Linked DNA regions of Mus musculus: region 2 is linked to region 1. Evidence: chromatin contacts called from public promoter capture Hi-C data. All regions are on one chromosome and are shown on one strand. The core of a region is the stretch at or near the end of the contact, and the rest is flanking DNA. Distances in the headings are between cores, read along the strand shown.

Region 1 (5,190 bases), core at 256-2,755:
AGACGGTCATGGAGGGCAAAGCTTACTGGTTTCTCTCCCCTGGCTTGTTCAGCCACCTTTTTTCTTTTTTTAAGATTTACTTTAAATCGTGTGTGTGTGTGTGTGTGTGTGTGTGTGTGTCTCAAGAGCGCATGTGTGTGTTAAGTACCGGTGACCTCAGCATCCAGAAGAGTGTATCAGATTCCTAGAACAGGTGTTATAGACAAGTGTAAGTCGCCCAATGTGGCGGCTGGGAACCAAACCCGGGTCCTCTGCCCTTCAGCTGCCTTTCTGTAGAGCACAGGGACCACCTGCCCTAGGATAGCACCGCCCACAACAGGCTGGGGCCCCCTGGCAACGGTTAGCAATCAAGAGAAGGAGGACAAGCACACCGAGGGCTAATCTAATGGAGGCAATCCTTGAGTTAACACTCTCTTCCCAGATGTGCCAAATTGACAGCTGAAGATGTGAAAGTTCAGGAGAGGGGCTGGAGAGATGGCTCAGTGGTTAAGAGCACCGACTGCTCTTCCGAAGGTCCTGAGTTCAAATCCCAGCAACCACATGGTGGCTCACAACCATCTGTAGTGAGATCTGATGCCCTCTTCTGGTGCATCTGAAGACAGCTACAGTGTACTTAGATATAATAATAAATAAATCTTTAAAAAAAAAAAAAAAAAGAAAGAAAGTTCAGGAGAACGGCTCTCCCAGACTAGATGCTGGTCACGGCTGGGTATTTCAGAGGTCCCAGGTAGAGGTTGGGGGTGTGTGTTAAAGGGGTACTATGTGGATGCAAAGGCCTAAATCCAGAGGCAAAGGGAACTTGAGTGTGGAGGAGTGGCCTTCAGCAAGGTTTCCTGGGACACCAGGAAGTGCTGTGGTCCAGGCGGTCTCTGCTATCTCAGCAGGGCCTGTTCCTCTCCTGGACCTGGACTCCAAGCCTCCCTGAAGGCTTATGGGGGGTGGGGGGAAGCTTGCCTTGTGCTACCCACACATCTGGTTTTCAGCCGGCTGGGCTAGAGAGCCTGCAGGTCTCTATCAGGTCGGATTGATTGATTGTCTTCGGAGGCAGCTCTGGTCCCCATCTCCCTCTCTGCCAGGCTCTGCTTCTGAGTTCTGGGATTACAGGTGAGTGCCACGGTGCCTGGGTTGGCCAGTGACTGGGTTGGCAGTGACTGATCATAGTGATGGTAGCCACTGTTGGCCGGTGCCCGGTGAGGAGCCATCACCTTGGAGTGGTGGAACGTACGCTGCAGAACTCACTATAGACCAGCCTAGCTCACTGAAGAAGGCATAACAGGCTCCCCATCTTCCCTACCCACCCCCCTGCCATCGTTGTGGGGGGGTGCAGGGGGTGGTTGGAGACAATTAGGGACACTTTGGGGTTGGGGGAGAGCAGGAGCTCTCTCCGAGGCTTCCTGGTCCTGGCCCGTGGAGGCCTTGACTCAGAGTCTAGAGCAGGAGGCTGGTGGAGGGGCCGGCTGTCCTGAGTCAGCCAGGCCTTGTGACCTGGTGACTCACCTGTGCCCAGTTTGCTCTGCTAATCACTTCCTTCAAGTCGGGGTGCTGCTGGGAAGGGCGGGGCCTAGGCAGGCAGGCAGAGGCAGTGTTTTTTGGGATGTGTAGATTCTCCACCCCCACCCCACCCCCGGGGGGCCGAAGGCTTGGTTCCGTCTGCGGTTGGCCCATTCCTCTCTTCCATGTCTGTGGGCTAGCCTCACAGCTCAATCTACTTCAGGATTCCTGTGAACCACAGAGACCGAGGGGGAAGGAATATGGGTGCTGTTGCTGTCTGGGGGCAGGGAGAGAGGGAGAGGGGTGTGTGTGTGTGTGTGTTGTGTGTGTGTGTCAATGCAGGCACGAGGCCTCTCCCCAGCCCGGGGCGGGGGGTGGGGGCGGGGGCATCCAGGGCTGGCTTCTGCGGGAGGCCTGGCTTGGCAGACAAGGTGATGATGTCACACATTCTAAACAAGGAGCTTCAGTGGAAGGAGGGGTCCCCAGCAGTGAGTGGAAGCCCACAGACACCTCTGGGTCTGATCTGGAGACTGGAGCGTCTCCACCTCTGTTATGAGAGCCAGGAAGCCTTTAGGCATCACCGGCGCAGGCTCCTGTGGTGGATGAGAAGAGAATCCATCAGATCTGAACTCCCAACTGCCAGGCTCAGCCCACCAGGCAGGGAGGAACCTCCAGTTTGCTCACTTGAACCGACGTGGGGGGTTGGGGGGGAGAGTGGCCACGGTCAGGTCCGCAGCACGGGGCTGTTAGGGACAGGGTGCTGGGTCCATCAAACTAGGGTTTGCCTATCTGCGGGGATCCAGGTGTCTGCCTGTGCTTGTCTCAGACGGGGCAGCAGGGCAGGCTACACGTGTCTCAGGTTGTGCTGTGGAGGTGGAAGGTAATTAAAGCAGCTCCAGGTCCACGCCGAGGGATGATCTGGAACTCAGGGCAGGCCTCAGGTTGGGGGGTGCTTGGGAGCCAGGGCCCTGGCAGGAATGCGGGACCTCCAGGTGAGCTGCTGCCCCAGGCTCTGCCAGCCTAGGCTGGGGAGTGAGCAGCCACCTGCAGCAGAATCCTCTCCAGCTGGAGAGGAGGAGGAATTGAGGATGGGGAGTGGGGTGGGGGGACAGGACAACAGGACAGGACACATCAGGCTGGAAGCCACTCCCGCTGTAACAACTCACATGACCTCAGACTAGCCTTCCACACCCCCACCCCCCCACCCCCGTTGTAGGAGGCGTGAAATGGGAAAACCACAGACTCCTCATGTAGGCTGGTGAAAAGCCAAAAAAAAAAAAAATCCAAAACAAAACAAAACAAAAAAAAAAACCATCCTGCACGCTCACAGAGCACCCTTAAAAGAAGAGAGCTTGCCTCCTATGCACATGGCCCTGGGTTGGGGGCCCCAAGCCCAAGTGATGCAGGGACACCCTGGGAGGTGGAAGCAGGAGGGTCAGAAGTTCAAGGTCACTCTTGGATACCAAGTGAGTTGAGGCCTGCCCGGGCTCCCTGAGATCCTGACTCCAAAATGAACAAGTATTTCAAAATGAAGAACACAACAAAACAAAAAGAGAATGGCAGTAAGTTCCAGAAGGAACTCGGAACCAGTCCGTTCATAATCACCACCGTCCCCGCTCTGTTTAAGCACTGAGCTATGGAGCAAGACCCAGCGCAAGGGCTTCCCCCTTTGGCTGGACATGGGGCAGCACACCTGTAAACCCAGGAGTTGGAGGCCAGCCTGGGCTACCTGCTCTGCTAGACCCTGTCTCTGCCCCTGCTCCAAACGGATGAGAGGATGAGTTAGGTTTGGTTTCCCTCTGAAGGTGTGGACTCTGAGGGGTGCCCCTGGGCTGTACTCCGTGAAGCGATCCTAGTGCCTTAGGTGGCGCCCCTCCCCCTGCAGAACGCACAGCACCACAAAGCCTGGCTGTGAGGTACCGGGAAGGTTGCACGCGGGAAGGGCACCCACAGCTGGAGAGCGAGCGGCGGGAGGGTGCAGGCCACACAGCAGCTAGGGAGACGCCTGTGCGCCAGAGCAGCCGAGTCTACCCAACCGTGCAAGTTTCTGCTCAGAGCTTCCGGTGCCCAAGGCACAGATGAACACAAGCCTGTTAATAGATTGCAGGAGCTCCCGTCTGTGAATGAAGTTCCCAGGCAAGAGTCCTGAGCCACAGGGGTGGGGGAGGGGTTGTCCAGGAGGAGGCAGCAGGAACTGAGACTGGGAAGGTGGGGAGCAAGGCCTATCCATGGGGCCGAAAGCGATGGTCTCTGTTCCCCAGAGTCACTTTCCCCTTCCTTGGATCTGATGGCATTGATCTGCCTCTGCCTCCCAAATGCTGGGGCAATGAGGATCTCCAAGCCAGCCGCTTTCCTGACCAAGTGTGTATCTTAGGCATCCTCATTCAGTTCCTTCAGGGGATGGTTAGACCCTTGTGTGGCCACCTTAAGAGTCTGGACAGGGCCCTTCCTTACTCCAGAGTCCTCAAACTACCCGTGGAACTGGCCGGCCCAGCCCAGGATCCTCTGCTCCCGTGAGGTCAGGGTAACACAGGTCCTGAATGTGTTCCCCTGTTCTTGCTGTACATGAAGTCCTGGGCTCCCTGGCAGGCTCCAGGGCTGTCAGGATCCACAGCAATTGCCCGGGGGGGGGGGGGGGGCCGGGGCGGGGGGGGGGCTGTTTCCATGGCACCAGGCAGGCTTGGTGGGTGGTCCTAGGGGGCATTCTGGGATAGGAGTGTATGGGGAGAGTGAATCTGTCGGGTTAACCACTTGGCTAACCTCCTCACAACTGCATCCAGATTTTACAGCACTGCCTAAGCCAACCTAGGTGACTCAGCTGGCATGTTCCCGGGCGGAAGGAGCTATAGAGGGGTGTACGACATCAGGGAGACTGGCAGGGCGAGATGCACAATGCACAAGGCAGCAGGGTAGCCAGGTGCAGTCTAATCCCAGTGGTAAGGAGGTAGGGGGAGGGGGAGGGTTGAGAGTTCAAGGTCATTCTCTGGGAAGAGTCTGAGGACAGGGCTGGGTTGAATGAGTCTCAGAGCTCCCTACTGTGTCAAGGAGTTGAAGTACTCACCCTGAGCTCTGGGAGGCCAGCTGCCTGTGTAGATCAGCTGTGGGACAACACCGGGCGGTCGGTCACTTCACTTGCCCTAGACATCCGGTTTCCTGTCCCTCACAGGTTACTAGAGACCTCCACGCAAGCCAGAGCAGAGAAGGGGCTAACACACACAGGCTTTGTTGTAACAGGAGACTACTGTTGTTTGAACCTACAATCCCCTGTTCAGAGCCCTGGCCCCATTGTCCCTCTCACCAGAGTACTCCCAAGGCTGGCAAGGCCCCTGCCTCTTCCTGTGTCTTCAACCCTATCTCCGGTGGTTATACTTGCCTGGTGCTCAGCATACTGTGCTGTTATATGACTACACTTAGCCCACTCCTGCCCCTACCCCAGGGCCTTTGCACCTGCTGTTCACACTTCTCCCTTGGAGGTTCTGCCTCTAGGGATCTGTGTGACTCCCAGAGATCTCTGAAGTTTCTGCTCTGCCGCCTCCCTCCCTCATTTCTGCTCTCCCTCATTGGGAAAGGAACTCAGGATTTTACACATGCTTGATAAATGATCTGCCTGATATACCACCTTGAGGTGGAGGTATTTTTCAGGGTTGTTTGTTTGTTTGTTTCGAGACAGGGATTCTCTGTGTATCTCTGGCTGTCCTG
Region 2 (4,716 bases), core at 1,657-4,156, 1.0 Mb after region 1:
TGTGTGTATGTACACACACATACACATACATGCAGGGAAAACATTTTTTTTTATGACATGTTTTCTCTGTGTAGCCCCAGCTATCCTGGAACTCCCTCTGTAGACCAGGCTGGCCTCAAACTCCCAGAGATCTGCCTGCCTCTGCCTCCATGCGTACTGGGATTAAAAGCTTTCGCCACCACTGCCTGGCCTATTTGGGACTATTAATGTCAAGGAGAGAAAAAAAATTGAGCTTGTTTTTAAATAGTAGCCCTCCCGATAAAAGAATCAGTGCTATAGAGCTCTTCCCAGATGTCTGAATTCCCCTAGGAATCTATCTGTACTCGTAAAATAGCCGCTCTCTATATAACATCTGTGGGTCAGCCAAATGCACTAATGGGCCAAGGATCCAGCTTCCAATCCTGACCTCCTGAGTTCAATCCCCAAGACTCCCATAATTCCAGGAGAGACCTGCCACACACGAGCTGGCCTCAGGCTCCACACCTGTGCCACACCATGTACACACACACACACACACACACACACACGTGCGCGCGCACACGCACGCACACACATACACACAGTGTAATTAAAACTTTTAAAATCTGACTTCTCTTGGAGGGTTGTAGGGAGATAATCAGAGCAGGCATCTATGGTGGGGGTGGGGCTGAAGCAAGAAGAGGGGAGCGTGGAGGTGGCCGAGGAGGGAACCGAGGAAGGCTAAGGGAAGCGTTTTCCCAGAGCCAGGCAAGGTGCAGACGTCCAGGATCCTTATCATTAACACTTATCAGAAGCAGCCAAGCAAAAGTTATCGTCAAGAGCCTAGAAGGACGAGAGGAGATATGGCCTCCTTCCTCAGGGAGGGGGATGGGGGGGTGTCTTAGTTAATCACTGACTTCCTGCTTAATGATTTACTGGGCGCTTTTACATTCCAAACACGTACAATAGCCCCCAAATCCCACCCATGCAAACAGGCAAAAGCGGGTGTCACATTGGACTGTCCCCACGTATGAGGCCTGATGAGAGCCATTTCGAGGCGTAACCAAGAGGAATGGGCAAGAGGTTGACCAGATCACAGGCTACTTCTGAAGTCACACTGAGTGCTCTGCTCTGGCTGAGATGCTGTCCACGTGCAAGGAGATGTAGCACGTAGGGTCCTGGTGAACTCCACGGGGGGGCGGGGGCAGGTCAGAGAAAGGTTGGGGGTCCCAAGCACATAGGATTTCCTATAAGGCCGTTTGTCTGTGACTGAGTCTCGCTCCGCTCTGTAGCCCAGCTGGCCTCCTACTCAATATGTGGCCCAGGCTTCCCTCGAGTGTGTGATGCTCCTACACCTGCCTCCCAAGTGCTAGCTTCCAGGCAGTAACACCACAGCAGCCTCTCACATCTATTCCAACCCTTAATTCCCACTCCCTTTAATTACTTGAGAATTATCACCCTGGAAGGAAGGGCTGCCTGTCTAGGCTATCTAATGCCTCTGTCCTCCTGGGTCCCCACAGCCCAGATTGAGAAGCAGGTGTGTATATTTCCGTCCAGCCCCAGCCTGATGTTTCACACCTGTAATCCCAGCACTTGGGAAGTAGAAGCAGGAGGTCCAAAATTTTCAAGGTCATCCTTGGCTATGTAGAGAGTTTGAGGCCAACCTGAGCCACATGTGAACCTGTCAAAGAAAGAGAAAGGAGAGAGAGAGGAAGAGAGGTGTGTTGGGGGTGGGGAGGAGGGTGAGGGAGAGAGAAAGTACTGAAGAAAAGAAATGCCAGGCCCCTGCCCCTACAATCCCCGCCCCCATGCCTCCGCCATTCCCCGACTGGGTGAGTGAGACTGAATAGATATTCTCATTGGGTAAATACGGTTCTGTGTACCCCTACCCTAGGAAGCAAATTATACTGAGAGTCGGTCTAATCCCCAAAGATATTCTGAAAAAAAAACCAAAAGACAAAAAACAGTGGCCTGCTGGTTCCACGTGGCTATGAGGGAACTCAAATTTTAAAAGAAATCCTGGGTGCGGATGGGGAAGTAAAAAACAAAACAAAACAAAAAAAGCCCAAAAACCAAACCAAACCAAACCAAACAAAACCCCTAATATTACTAAAGCCGTTCTGAGCTCAGGATGATAAAAGAAAGACTGGTCCAAGGTCACCACCAGTTTATGGAAAAAATTTCGAGACGAATCCACACAGCTCAGTGTGTTTACTGTGCGATGTATAGAACTTTGGAAGAGTTAATGCCAACACTGTAAATAAATATTTACATCTTCTGAAGGAAAACCGCGTAAATGATAGGTCACGGACGGAAACAGTGAGGGCTTAAGTTAAATAGAGGCCAAGGCCGTCAGGTCGACTGGAAGATAAACAGCCGGCCCAAGCGGTGGGGGTGCAGTAAATACAGTGCGGGACATTTAAATGGAACCAGTTGGACTCGTGTAAACTGGGGCAGACTCTCCCCGGGGCCTCCCTCACACACAGAACCGCACGTCAAAACGATTGGTTTTAGTCTCTTGACAAATGCGTTTCTTTCCACCGACTCCCCACAACCCCCCAAGGCTATGAGAAAGGCTGAGGTAATCTGGAGGTGGCTTAAGGGTCAAAGGGAAGTGTGGCGGCTGTAATCGCGACGGATCCCGTAGAGAGCTCAGAGTCCAGAACAAAGAAGATTCTGGAAGTTACAATCACGACATTGCTTCTGAACCAGTCTTTCTTCAACAAGATTCAAGGGACTTTGCTGGTCCAGAGCCCTCAGCACACTTGCCCAGAACCCACACTCCGTGGATGTCGCTAACGGTCCTCAAAAAACAAAACAGTTTACCCTTTCTCCAGAGCACCCCTTAAACCTTGTAGTCACAGGTTGCGCCTATGATTACTCTGTATTGAACTGGGGCTGGGGCCATGGCAGCAGAACTGGAGGGTTCTGTCGAGCGACCGGTAGGGGGCAGCAGAGGGCAGCGAGACTGTCGAGGGAGAACCTGGGATTCCCCCTCCCTCTGCCTACTTCCCCCCTCCGCTCTCCCCAGTGACTCAGCAGCCACAAACGCCAACTTGAAAACGTTCTCTAAGCTACGTCCCCAAAACAATTGCTCCTTGTGCCCGGGACACGGGCGCGAGTTACACACTTAAGCTGTTCCCAAAGAACTATATTCAGTTGGTTTTCAACTCCGGGGAAAAGCTGGCAGCCTCTTTGTGGATTTAAAAAAAATAATAATTTTTTTTTTAAGTTGGAGGGACAATTAAACCTTTATGGGCCCCAGAATGTACCTAATGCAGACATAAATAATGCCCTCATTTCTGTCCAATATGCTTTCTGGCAACAGAGAGGGTTTTGGGTTTTTTTGGTTTTGTATTTTTATTTTTTTGCCATGTCAGGATAGAGTTGAGCTCAGGTCCCAGAAACCCATTTTGATTAGGGCAGGTGACAGGGGTCAGCAGGAGTCATGACTCTGACCCTAAATATGACACCAGCTCTCTCTCATAAAATGGACACATCGCAGGCCTCCGGGCCTTACTGGTCTTAAATAAATCACTTACAGAACTCTTAAAAAGACTTCCCAGACAGCCACCAGGATTTTAGGCCAAGAAAACTCGTTTTGTTTCCTTCGTGTGTTTCTTTGGGTCCATTTGTCAAGAACCCTGACTGCTCTCAACACAATACAATACATTCACATACTTCCAACTTGGTGTCCTTGAATGGTCCACGGGATTTCATTTTAATCCAATAATATCATTAAATGCTCCAGGGCCTCCCTTCTTAAAGGACGGTTTGAGCAAACCCTTTTGTTGAGTGAGGCAGCCTTTGTAAGGCAAATGACCAGCCACCAATTTTGTTTTCGAAATCTTGGGATTTCACATAGCCCATTTCCTCAGACGGGGGCCCCCACTGGAGGTGGGGGCCTGTGTTTTATTTTACCAACTTCGGTAAAGACTGTCTACTGGACACACAGGACTGGACAGGGATGAAGGCACTGCGAGTTAGCTGGAGCAAGAGATGGGTTTCAATCATTCCTGTCTTCTGTAATTATCTAAATTGTACCGAGAGCTGAATATAATGACCTGACAAAGAGTGACATGGAGAGCCAGTCTATTTGAAGTTGATCTCAAAAGAAATGGCTGAGAAGTTAGGGGGTCATTGCTGTAGGGGTTTTTATTTGTGGTAAAATAGTATAATATTTATCACTTTACCCGTTCCTGCATAGACAATTCCGGGACATTTTAAATAAATTAAAGTTACAATGTTGAGTAACATTGTTACTTATCTATACCCAAGCCCTTTCCATCATCCTCAACAAACGCTCTGTCCTCTTCGGACAAAGACTGCCCATCCACGTCCCTCCTCCCTCCTCCCTCCTCCCAGACCACCGCGGCCTCTCTCTCATCTCTAACAGTAGAGATGTCACACACACCAAGGTTTCTGTAGTTCTTTCTCCCTTCCTACCACAAGAGAACGGGGAAGTTGCAGTGTGAGCTCACACACACACACAAACACACACACTCACATATACACACTTATATACACACATTCACACACATTCACTCACACAGACACACAGGCATTCTCTCACACATACACACACACATTCACTCACATACACACATTCACTCACATTCACACACATGCACACATACACACTCATACATATACACATATTCACTCACACATATATGCACACACATGCACATATACATACACATATATACGCTCACATACACAGACACACAGACACACTCAGATGCATTCACTCACACA

Evidence for each region. Promoter capture Hi-C pulls out the DNA fragments that hold promoters and counts their contacts.
Region 2: a contact with region 1 is called in a promoter capture Hi-C map of stem cell-derived epiblast-like cells, with 3 times the contacts expected there. The contact joins two enhancer-like sites. A contact is called at or near these places in 3 of 39 promoter capture datasets (hippocampal neurons, liver and stem cell-derived epiblast-like cells) and 1 of 115 datasets of contacts at active chromatin or transcription factors (pancreatic cancer cells).

Annotation. Positions count from the first base shown.
Region 1 is chr17:27,036,961-27,042,150 of GRCm38.p6, forward strand. No RefSeq gene overlaps it. Among named protein-coding and RNA genes, the nearest start is that of Ggnbp1, 10 kb to the left of the region's middle. Within about 2 kb of position 1,506, at least 147 of the 459 cell types and tissues checked have an H3K27ac peak or open chromatin away from gene starts, as enhancers often do. A contact at or near this core is called in pancreatic cancer cells and stem cell-derived epiblast-like cells, where this site is marked.
Region 2 is chr17:28,082,210-28,086,925 of GRCm38.p6, forward strand. No RefSeq gene overlaps it. Among named protein-coding and RNA genes, the nearest start is that of Tcp11, 3.9 kb to the left of the region's middle. Within about 2 kb of position 2,907, at least 89 of the 459 cell types and tissues checked have an H3K27ac peak or open chromatin away from gene starts, as enhancers often do. A contact at or near this core is called in pancreatic cancer cells and stem cell-derived epiblast-like cells, where this site is marked.